Linked DNA regions of Sus scrofa: region 1 is linked to region 2. Evidence: chromatin contacts called from public promoter capture Hi-C data. All regions are on one chromosome and are shown on one strand. The core of a region is the stretch at or near the end of the contact, and the rest is flanking DNA. Distances in the headings are between cores, read along the strand shown.

The links. Promoter capture Hi-C pulls out the DNA fragments that hold promoters and counts their contacts.
Region 1: a contact with region 2 is called in a promoter capture Hi-C map of liver, with 5 times the contacts expected there. The contact joins the promoter of ELL2 here to the enhancer-like site in region 2. A contact is called at or near these places in 2 of 5 promoter capture datasets (both in liver), 11 of 47 Hi-C or Micro-C datasets (embryonic fibroblasts, heart right ventricle, liver and 2 more) and 2 of 2 datasets of contacts at active chromatin or transcription factors (alveolar macrophages and skeletal muscle).

Annotation. Positions count from the first base shown.
Region 1 is chr2:102,588,330-102,593,191 of Sscrofa11.1, reverse strand. It overlaps ELL2 (RNA polymerase II elongation factor ELL2), which reads left to right and starts at 1,776. Exons shown (of 12, transcript XM_003123796.5): 1 at 1,776-2,074. The coding sequence starts at 1,928. LOC106508433 (a long non-coding RNA gene) reads right to left here and starts at 1,604. Exons shown (of 16, transcript XR_002342060.1): 1 at 1,348-1,604.
Region 2 is chr2:102,490,099-102,495,153 of Sscrofa11.1, reverse strand. No RefSeq gene overlaps it. Among named protein-coding and RNA genes, the nearest start is that of GLRX, 55 kb to the right of the region's middle. Within about 2 kb of position 3,748, at least 39 of the 83 cell types and tissues checked have an H3K27ac peak or open chromatin away from gene starts, as enhancers often do. A contact at or near this core is called in alveolar macrophages, embryonic fibroblasts, liver and 2 more, where this site is marked.

The sequences.
Region 1 (4,862 bases), core at 527-3,026, 100 kb before region 2:
ACACCTTCCCTATCAGTGTAAAGCAAACAGCAGAAAAGAATAATTCAAGTATAAAATTACTTCTCAAATTTGTGATTGCCTTAATTTTTTCAATGAATTTAAGATAACACTCTAGTAAAGTAAATTAACAAGTGTTAATCATGTTTAACTGCTAGCCAAATCTACTGGATTGAAATAAAGTCAGATTTAAAAATGCTCTCCTGTGATGCCACAACCCTTAATGCAGGCGTTTCCACTTAACTCATATACTATTGGAAGGAGAATTCCTTCCGTAATTTGTATTATGCACTTAAAATGCTTGAGGGTCCGAGTCAAGAGGTAATGTAGATTTAGGCTGGAGTATTTATTAAGGGGGCTGAGGAAATCATGATAAACTCCCACTTTCTGGAAAATCATAGCTCTATCCAATTGAAACGTATGGGAAATACTAATTAAGTACCTATAAATTTTTCTGGGGAATCCTTATAAAACGCAACAAGGTTTTACAATCTGAGGGAAACAACAACCGTCTCAATTTTTTTAAAGTAATTTTCAAAAAACTGCCTTGCAACAATTTCAAGACTTTTAACGGTTTGTTTTCCTCCGGTGTTTCTGATCACCCAGTTAATTCATCCTCTCTGACTGGAAGCCTGTGTCGGTCCATCCACACGCAGCCTGAAGAGGGCGGTGATTAGGCTCCTTGGTTTAGCCACGCCTACACGCGGAGCATCGCGAGGAATGGAAAGCACGTCCAGCCTCCGCACCCCCTCACACACCCATCTCCTCCACCTAACATCAATTGCTTAAACTCTAGCAAGGTTCTCCTACATCCCTGTCAAATGAAATGGACAGAACCCAAACGAACCAGAGAACCATGTCCATGCTTCTCTTAATTTAGGTCAAGGACACTTATACCCTTCTAACAACCCTTTGAAAGGAGATGTCATCTCAACCCTAAGCACCTCTCCAAGTCCCATAAAAAGCACAACCCTGCCCCCACGGCGAACTCCAGTTTATTTTTCTCTGGATCACAAGAGGGCATGGCGTGGAAAAAAAAAACCTTTAAATTCTGTTTTCTATAATACCATGCCCATCGCACTAAGGAGATTTAAGGCATGGTGTTGTACTTAAGATGCTCCACACAATCTAGCACAAATCTTAAAGCCAAGGGCTAAATCACTAACTTCAGATTTAGGGCGAAATGACGAAGAAGGGCGTCCTCCCCAATTTCATCCGCTCAATACTAGCGCTAAATTTTGAGGAGAGACTCTCCAGTGACTCCGCCTACTACGACCTCCCTCACCAGCACGCCCCCTACTCCACAAGCTAACCCAGCCCGTCGGGGGACAAAGTCCTTACTAGGCTTACTTGGCCACTTATTTTGGGTGGGGATCCTCTTCTCCAAGGACCACCAGCGCAGGAAATATTCCCCCCACACTCCCGACTCTCCACTACTCTCCCCCCAAGGGGCGGAGCTCCGACTCCAGGTAACAGGACCAGGCAACCTGGGCACCCAATTAGCAGGGGATCCCCCAAACGAGCCTGGCCAATCGCGACCGGTGAGCCAAGACGACCAGACGTGACGTCAGGTGTGATTAAGTTGGCGCGTCACCCCAACGTCAGCCTCTCACCTCTCGGACGTCCCGTCCCGGGAGCAAAACTCCAGCGACTTTGGGCTCCGCCCCTGTGAGAGTGGAGGGCGGCCAATGAGGGAGGCTCCGAGGGGAACTGGGACCAATGAGACGAGCCCGGGGCGGGGCGCGAGGCCGGAGGGTGGGGCGGGTGGCGGCGGTGGCAGCCCGAGGTCTGGCTGCGCGCAGTATATGACAGTACGTCAGCAGCGGGATGGCCGTAGCTGTGGCGGCGGCTGCAGAAGCCCGAGCAGCCGCGGCCGCAGTGGAGCCTAGAGCCCGAGCGGCGTCGGCGGCGGCACCCGGGGGAGTTTAAGATGGCGGCAGGGGGGGCGGCGGGCCTGCGGGAGGAGCAGCGCTACGGGCTGTCGTGCGGGAGACTTGGACAGGACAACATCACCGTACTGCATGTGAAGCTCACCGAGACGGCGATCCGCGCGCTCGAGACCTACCAGAGCCACAAGGTGAGCTGGGCGGTCGGCCGACCGGCCGGGCTTAGGGAGGAAAAGGGCGTCCCTCACTGACCCACCGCGCCTCCTCTTGTCTTGGCACCTGGCTTGGGGCCGGCGGAGCGGTGGCTTGCCGCGGCTGCCGTCAGCGCCCGCGGCGGCAGAGCTGGGCAGGGCCGGGCAGAGTAGCTAACGCCGCCGTCCCGGGCCAGCCGGGCGCCGGGGCGTTGGAAGCGGGCGGGCGGGCGGCCCCTGGCGGCGGGGCCGAGGCAGCCGCAGCCGCGGTTCCGCTGCGCTGCCGCTGCGGGACTTTCCGACGGCGCCCGCGGGTTTTCTGCCTTTTCTGTCCCAACGGGAAAGAAAGGCACCAGGGAGACAAGTGAGATGGCTGTGCTGCCCATGGCGGCGGGGCGGGGGTTGGGGGGGGAGGGCAGCCTTCGGTAACGACTTACAAGAGGACTCGCAGGCACTTGGCGTTCGCGGTTTGAGGGTACCACCGTGGATCCGAAAAGTCAGGGACACTGGCCCTCCGCGTATGAATGTGGGACACACATTGTACTCAGGGACTTGGGGACACAGGCGCTTCGCGAAGGTTGGGGGGGCACACCGTGTACTCTCAAAGGCTGAGACACGGACGCTTGGCGTGCCAGGGAGGAGGGGGACACACCTTGCACTTCCAGGGACTCGAGTACACGGGCGCTTCGCGTTCCCAGAGACACAGCACGGAGTACCGGGAATCACACACACCCAGCGCTCAGCCGGGAGCACAGACTTCGGTTACTGAGGAGAGCGATTCTCCGTGGTCCTTATACCCGAAAGCCGCGTCGCGTCTGAGGCAGACTCACCGACCGGGAGACGTGGAGCCGGGGCGGGGGGAATACACTGCATCCCCGGCAGACTCGGGTTTCGCACTCTCCGGCGCATCCCGGACACACACACAACTCGAGCACCGCAAAGGCTCACTTACTCGGCAATTGGAGAACAAACCCAGGGACACGTTTTCATGCTGGGAAGGGGAAAAAAAAAAAGTGAAGGAGAGAGTAGGAGACATAGCGAAGAGACTCCGCAACGGAGTGCCTGGGCAAGCCGTTTATGGACATGCAGTACTGTGTATGGGCGAGGGAGACGGGAGTGAGTAGACGCATCGCGCAAGGGGAGGAATATACCATTTGAGGGGCCGGTAGCATTTGCTCTGAGAAGAGAGCCAGTCGGAGGAGAGAACCCGCAAGGCGTCCCGACAATTAATCGAGTCCATACCAAGGAAAGAAGCTCCGAGGAACTGATCTCATAAAACAGGCAGAGAGGGCCAGAGGGACACCCAGACGCAGAGTCATAGTTATTCAGATAAAAGTGGAGAAAGGAATTAACATCTGTTGAGCTCCCACTAGTGCCAGGCACTTTAAATGCTTAAATGGAAGGCATGAGTTGGAGGCAAAACCGCACAAATGTGAACCTGGGCCAAGGGAGACTTACCTTCAGAGAGGCCCCCTACATAAGCCTCCACACAGGAAGAGGCACACAGTTGTACACAGTTTGATGAATACATGAATTCACATGATAGTGTACATGTAAACAGCAGGAGAGACTCAGAGATGAGTGTGCCCTCAAGATGGTACTCATAGAATTGAGTGGACACATGGATGTACATTCCAGGGCATATGTGTTATTTCTCCAACCCCCCCCCCCCCCCGCAAGAAGCACAGGGTAGAAACACTCAGACTTGAGAGTGTAGGAAGGAGTGCAGACACAGGGAGAAAGATAACTTTTCCTCCACACCATGAAATCTCAGGGGGAAAAAAGGTCTCAAGTGTGACTGGTAGGTCAGTGTACACTCAGCAATAGGAAAACAAGAAGACACAAATAAATCTCATGTGTCAATAGCTACTCCCAGACAGGGAAGAGGCCAGCACCACCATGGAGTGGGAGGCCCATATGGGGGAAGCAAGACAGGTAGACAGAGCTATGGGGCAGACACTGAAGCAAAACTCAGCCCTCTCTGCAAGATGGAAAGATAAGCTTACCTCTTCCAAGAGGAGAGCATGGGAAGGAATGACAATGGGAAGAAGGTAGGTCAGGGTGTATAAAGAGAAAAATGCTCAGGCTGGAAAAGAAGAAGGCAGCAGGAGGAGGCCAACCTCCAGTCAGAAACGGACCTACAGAGCAGATAAAGAATGACACACAGGGTGGGGATAGGCATCTATTGGTCAGCCAGCCACCTTGAGGGGACAACTGACAAACTGTACAGCTGATTACAGCAAGATTGACAGACACTGTATGTTTGACAGGGAAGAGGTGGGTAAGAGGTTCACACAGGGAAGGAATGGTACCCAGGGAGAGTGAGGTGACAGGCCCCCAGTGCTCACTGTTCTGCCCAGGAAGAGAGTGCTATTTGTTTTCCTACTTTCCTTTCTGCCTCCTACACCTTAGTGTTTACAAACTTGGGATTAAAATTGGAATGATTTTTCATTTATACTCCAATAAAATTAAATTTAATTTTTTTAAATTGTAATGCTTTGACTATAAAAGCCCCCACATTTATATACTAGTATTTTCTAAGAGATAATCAAAAATTCTTCCTCTTCCAACCCACCACTTAGTTCTTGATTTTTTAATTTTTAAAAAGTTATAGTCAAAGTTACTGAAATCAATGGCTTTTCCTTTCTCCTGACTACTTCTATTGCCTATTAATACATTACTTCTGGGTTTCCATCTTTGTGCAGGCAAATCAATGGGTCTAGTCAATCTGTACAGAGGCAGAGAAAGGAAAGGGAGAAGACCTCAAAGTCCTTTTATCCTTCTGATT
Region 2 (5,055 bases), core at 2,499-4,998:
AAACGCCTCCCCATTTCCAAAACCGGACAGTCAGGCCCAGTTTGAACCACAGGATCCAGTGGCACCAAAGTAAGCCTGGGTGGCCACACCAAAGCAAACCACCAAGCAACTGGGGGACATTTCCCCTGCAAGTTTTGGATGGAAATGTGAGTGGGAGGAACAGCTATGACAGCCCCCACCTCCAAGTCCCGTTGCCTTAGGGCCTCCAGGATAAATTGCTCCACCTCTGTGGTCTGGGATTGGCTTGTCAGGACAAAGAGTTTGTTCAGCCTCACACATGAATGAAGAGCATATGGCGAAGCGAGCCTCACTGACCACTGTTTCCCCAAGAGATTTTCTCCCACGCCCCACACGGAAAGCCCTCCACAGAAAAAATCAATCTTCTGGCCTTTAAATCTGCCTTCTGTCCTCGTCAGAGGTTGCCAAGTGCGAAGCATCACAGGCGCTCCTATCGCAGAGCAAACAGGGCCCGGATTGGCCTGGAGGAGAGAGCTGCTCTTTAAAAGCTTTTAAATGCTGTTATATTTTTAAAACCACTTACTCAAGAGGTGAGTTATTTTCTACTCCTCCTTCCCCAGAAGCACAGCCATTAAGGTTACCTGGAAACCTGTCCAGGAAGCATGTGGCAAATAGCAACCATGCAATAGAAATATCCGGATCTGTCATCTAATAGGAGATGGTATCAGCAAGGTCATAGATGGGTAGAGGAGGAAGAGGAAACTGAATCAGTTTGTGCGCCCTGGCCATGTGGGGAGACTGTGTATTTGGAAAGGGGGCTTTGTTCTTAGCTTGGCTGGGAGGGCACCCAGTTGGTTGAAGCTGGAAATGAGAGAGATTTGAGATCAGATGCTACTCATACTTAAGACTGCCCCATGGAAGGAAGGGCCACAAGGAGAATAAAAAGGCTTCTAAAATACGGCACAAATGAACCTATCCACACAACAGAAACAGACTCACAGACATAGAGAACAGACTTGTGGTTGCCAAGGGGCAGGGGGGAGGGAGTGGGATGGAATGGTAGCTTGGGGTTAGTAGACGCAAACTATTACATTTAGAATGGATAAGCAATGGATAAGAATGGATATGTTACTGTATAGCACAGGAAACTATATCCAATCACTTGGAATAGAACTTGATGGAGGATAATATGAGAAAAATAATGTATATATATATGTGTATGCCTGGGTCACTCTGCTGTATAGCAGGAACTGGCACAGCACTGCATACCAACTACACTTTAATAAAAAAATTAATTTAGGGAGTTTCTGTCGTAGCTCAGAGGAAATGAATCTATTATCCATGAGGATGTGGGTTCCATCCCTGGCCTTGTTCAGTGGGTTAAGGATCTGAGAAGCGTTGCCATGAGCTGTGGTGTAGGGTGCAGATGCGGCTTAGATTCCACATTGCTGTGGCTGTGGTGTAGGCTGGCAGCTGCAGCTCCAATTTGACCCCTAGCCTGGAAACTTCCATTCGCCTCGGGTATGGCCCTAAAAAGCAAAATAAATAAATAAATAAAAATTGTAGGAAAAAAAAAATGAATTAGCAGGTATTGCGTAGGGGCTGGAAGAACTTCTCTGTGGACAATGTGGTGTACACAGAGAATAACCTGAGAACATTGAGCTTTTTTGTTTTTGGGGTTTTTGGCCATACCAACGAACGGCATATGGAAGTTTCTAGATGAAGGCTCAAACCCTCACCACAGCAGCAACAACACTAGATCCTTAATCATTAGGCCACCAGGGAACTCTGAGAACATGTTTTTTTAAGTTCCAAGAGCAAAAGAATATAGCATGAAGGGATATCTACTAGGGGAACAGGAAGATTTCATAGCGAAGGTGATTCTGAATAGTCTTGACGGCGTACACAGCAAAGAAGAAGGGAGAGAGGACAGGGAGGGGTGGTTGGCATGCTGTGTTAGCCAGGCATGTGTGCAGAGAACACGCCACAAAATATCCAGAAGATGTATTGACAGAACTGCAACTGTAGAGTGCTATCAACCGGATGTGTTAATTTCCATAATTATACAGGTGGGAAGGGGAGATGACTTCGTTTCTTCATAACCTTAGCTCCAGACTTTTGAAAAAAAGCCTTCACATTATAAAAGCCCTTTTTTTCCCCGTTTCTAAAGAGTTTATTCCCAACATGTACTTTATTTCCAACCAACACCCTTTCTATGTCAGATGAGGTGATAAAATTTGTAATTACAGAGAAGCAGCAAAGCTGTGACTCAGCGGTTTCCTCCCGCAGTCTTGCCCACAGACGCAGGGCTTGGGGAACTCCAACTGGCATGAAACAAGCATCAGGGAGAGGGGACAGCCGGAAAAAATGGTGGGTAAATATCCGCCGCCTCTATCCCCTTTGCTTTACCCCAGAAGACATCCTTTTTCTGTCTCAGCATGAGGACAGATGGCTAAGGAAAATCTGTAACTCTGGAAGGTTAACTCTGAAAACATGTGAAAAATCAGCTGACACCAATAAGGCAAGCTGTGGGCCCGTACCCGGGCTTTCCCGTCAACAACCATCAGTTTTAGCAGGGGCATCTGTGCTAGTCAGTGGAACACGGCCACCAAAACTTGAGCAACCATGAAGAATCAGGCACTAAAAATATCACCAGGAAATCTCCATAACGCAAACAATCCTCAGGAAGAGAAGAGGGGTGTGTGATAAATGCCTGGCTGCCCTGCCACACTCTCAAATTACAGAAAACCCACGCTGTCAACTTGAGAATATTGAGCAAGAGGCCAGCCAGCTTCTCAGCCCACATGTGTCACAAACACCAGATTCACCAGGGAAGAGCACTCACCTGATCGTTGGGGAACTTGGCACTGGCTTGGCAAGGCTTCTGGAATTGGGGGTGGCACCTGACCTCAGGTCCCCTGAAAATGGAATGAGGCACTTATCAGGCTAGCATCTGGCTGTCCCCAGGCACCACACAAAGGAAAAGAGGCAAAAGTTTAAAGGCAGGAATTGGAAGACCTAATTGCACATCTGACATACCATGGTCTTGGGAGTTTCAGTTTTCCCATTTCCAAAATGGGGTAGAATGGGTAATTGTGTGTGTGTGACTTTACTGTCCTGATGCATCATGATAATCTATTACTTCGCCAAGTATCAGTTTGCATTTGTTTCTGTTGACACATAAAATACCTACCTACACACACATGGTACACACATAAAGAATGAGAATTCTTGGAGTTCTCATTGTGGCTCAACAGGTTAAAAACACAACACATGCTGTGGCTGTGGCGTAGGCTGGCGGCTACAGCTCAGATTAGACCCCTAGCCTGGGAACCTCCATATGCCACTGGTGCGGCCCCAGAAAAGACAAAAAAAAAAGTTAAAAAGAAAACAAAAATCAAAAAACACAACACAGTGTTTGTGAGGATGCAGATTCAATCCCTGGCCTCACTCAATGAGTTAAGGATCTGGCGTTGCCGTGAGCTGTGGTGTGGGTTGAAGACACAGCTCGGATCCCGCGTTGCTGTAGGCTGGCAACTGGAGCTCCAATTTGACCCCTGGCCGGGGAACTTCCACATGCCTCAGGCGCAGCCCTGAAAAAAAGAATGAGAATTCTAAGTTGTCATTCTTAGCTCCCCATATAGGTTGGCCTTATGTAGTATTTACATGTTCAGAAGTATGTCATGTAGAAATTCAAGCGAAACTTGAAAAACATTTTCTGGCAGGAAGCCCAGGTGGGGTTGTTCATGGAGACAATGATGACTGGACCAGGCGTGGGAGGGAGCAAGACGCATAGATGAGGCAATCGGCCTGGAGCTTTTTTAACACGTAGACAAGAATGTAGACAGTGGATTAGGGCAGAATTTTGATTCTTTCATTTCCTTCATATGTTTCACTGAGTGAAGAAGGGTAGAAGTTGACAAAAATCTCAAACAACCAATCTGTCCCAAGTTGGTGTTGCCCTTTAAAAAAAAAAAAAGTGCTTATGAAATACTTGAATCTCCTCAGTACAAATACAACGGGTGAACTAAAAATTCAAGTAATGGCCCAAGGGGCGGGGAAGTGTAATGTTGACTCTGATTTACAGAAAGTGAATCTGACTCATGGCAAAGTCCTGCAATTTCACATGAACTCACGCTGCCTGTAAACGTCCCGGAATCAATGGTGAGCAAATGTCAACTCTGGCCCGGCAGGCAGAAGCACTTTGTTTTCCGTTCTGCGGAAACGCCAAATCCCATCTCTCTGACAAAGGTCCGCGTCAGGCCGCTGTGTCATCAATTGCGTTCGCCAAGGCAGCGGCTCTACGTGAGCGGGGACCACTTCCCGACTTCTTGGTATCTTTTGAGCCTGCCGGGGAGCTAAGACTGGCGGGCCAGGCCTACGCGGGACGCAGCGCCACCTGCTGGAAGCCGAGTGATGGAGCAGCAGACTGGAGTTGACCGCGGAGACCAAAAAGTCCTGTTGGCGCTTTTGGCTTTGAGGCAACAGCCGGGCCCTGCCGAGAAGGAGAACCAAAACATTATAGCAGAAATAGGCACCCTTTATCCAAACCTGTCCTCGAGGCTACACACCATCCTTTCCTCACCATAGAATGTGGGTGGTGTGTGTGCATGTGTGTGTGTGTGTGTGCATGTGTGTGTGTGTGTGCATGTGTGTGTGTGTGTGTATGCATGTGTGTGTGTGCACGCGCGCGTGGAGGCACAGCCAGGTTGCATATTCAGGTGTGTCTGCACTGACCTCCCAGAGGTAGGTAAAGCGGAATCATCTTCGTCCCCCTTGCTGGATCTGTAAGCACATCCACAGTTGACAGAGACTTTTACATAAAATATCCCAGTTAATCTCCCACTACTCTGTACAAATAGATAAAACAATCTCTATGGAACGAGCTGCCAGCTCCCTGGCTCTCCTAGTAGAATTACTCATAACCTAACCACGTTTGAGGATGACAGCTAACTAATGAGCTTTCCCCTCTTGTCAAAAGACTTGGCCCACATGGAAACAAAGGCTGTCACAATCCCCCAGCCAGGCAGGACTGGCTGTCATCGTGGAGATCAAGGGCTGACTCCTAAATGAAGTAAACTCCAGCCAGCTGTGGGA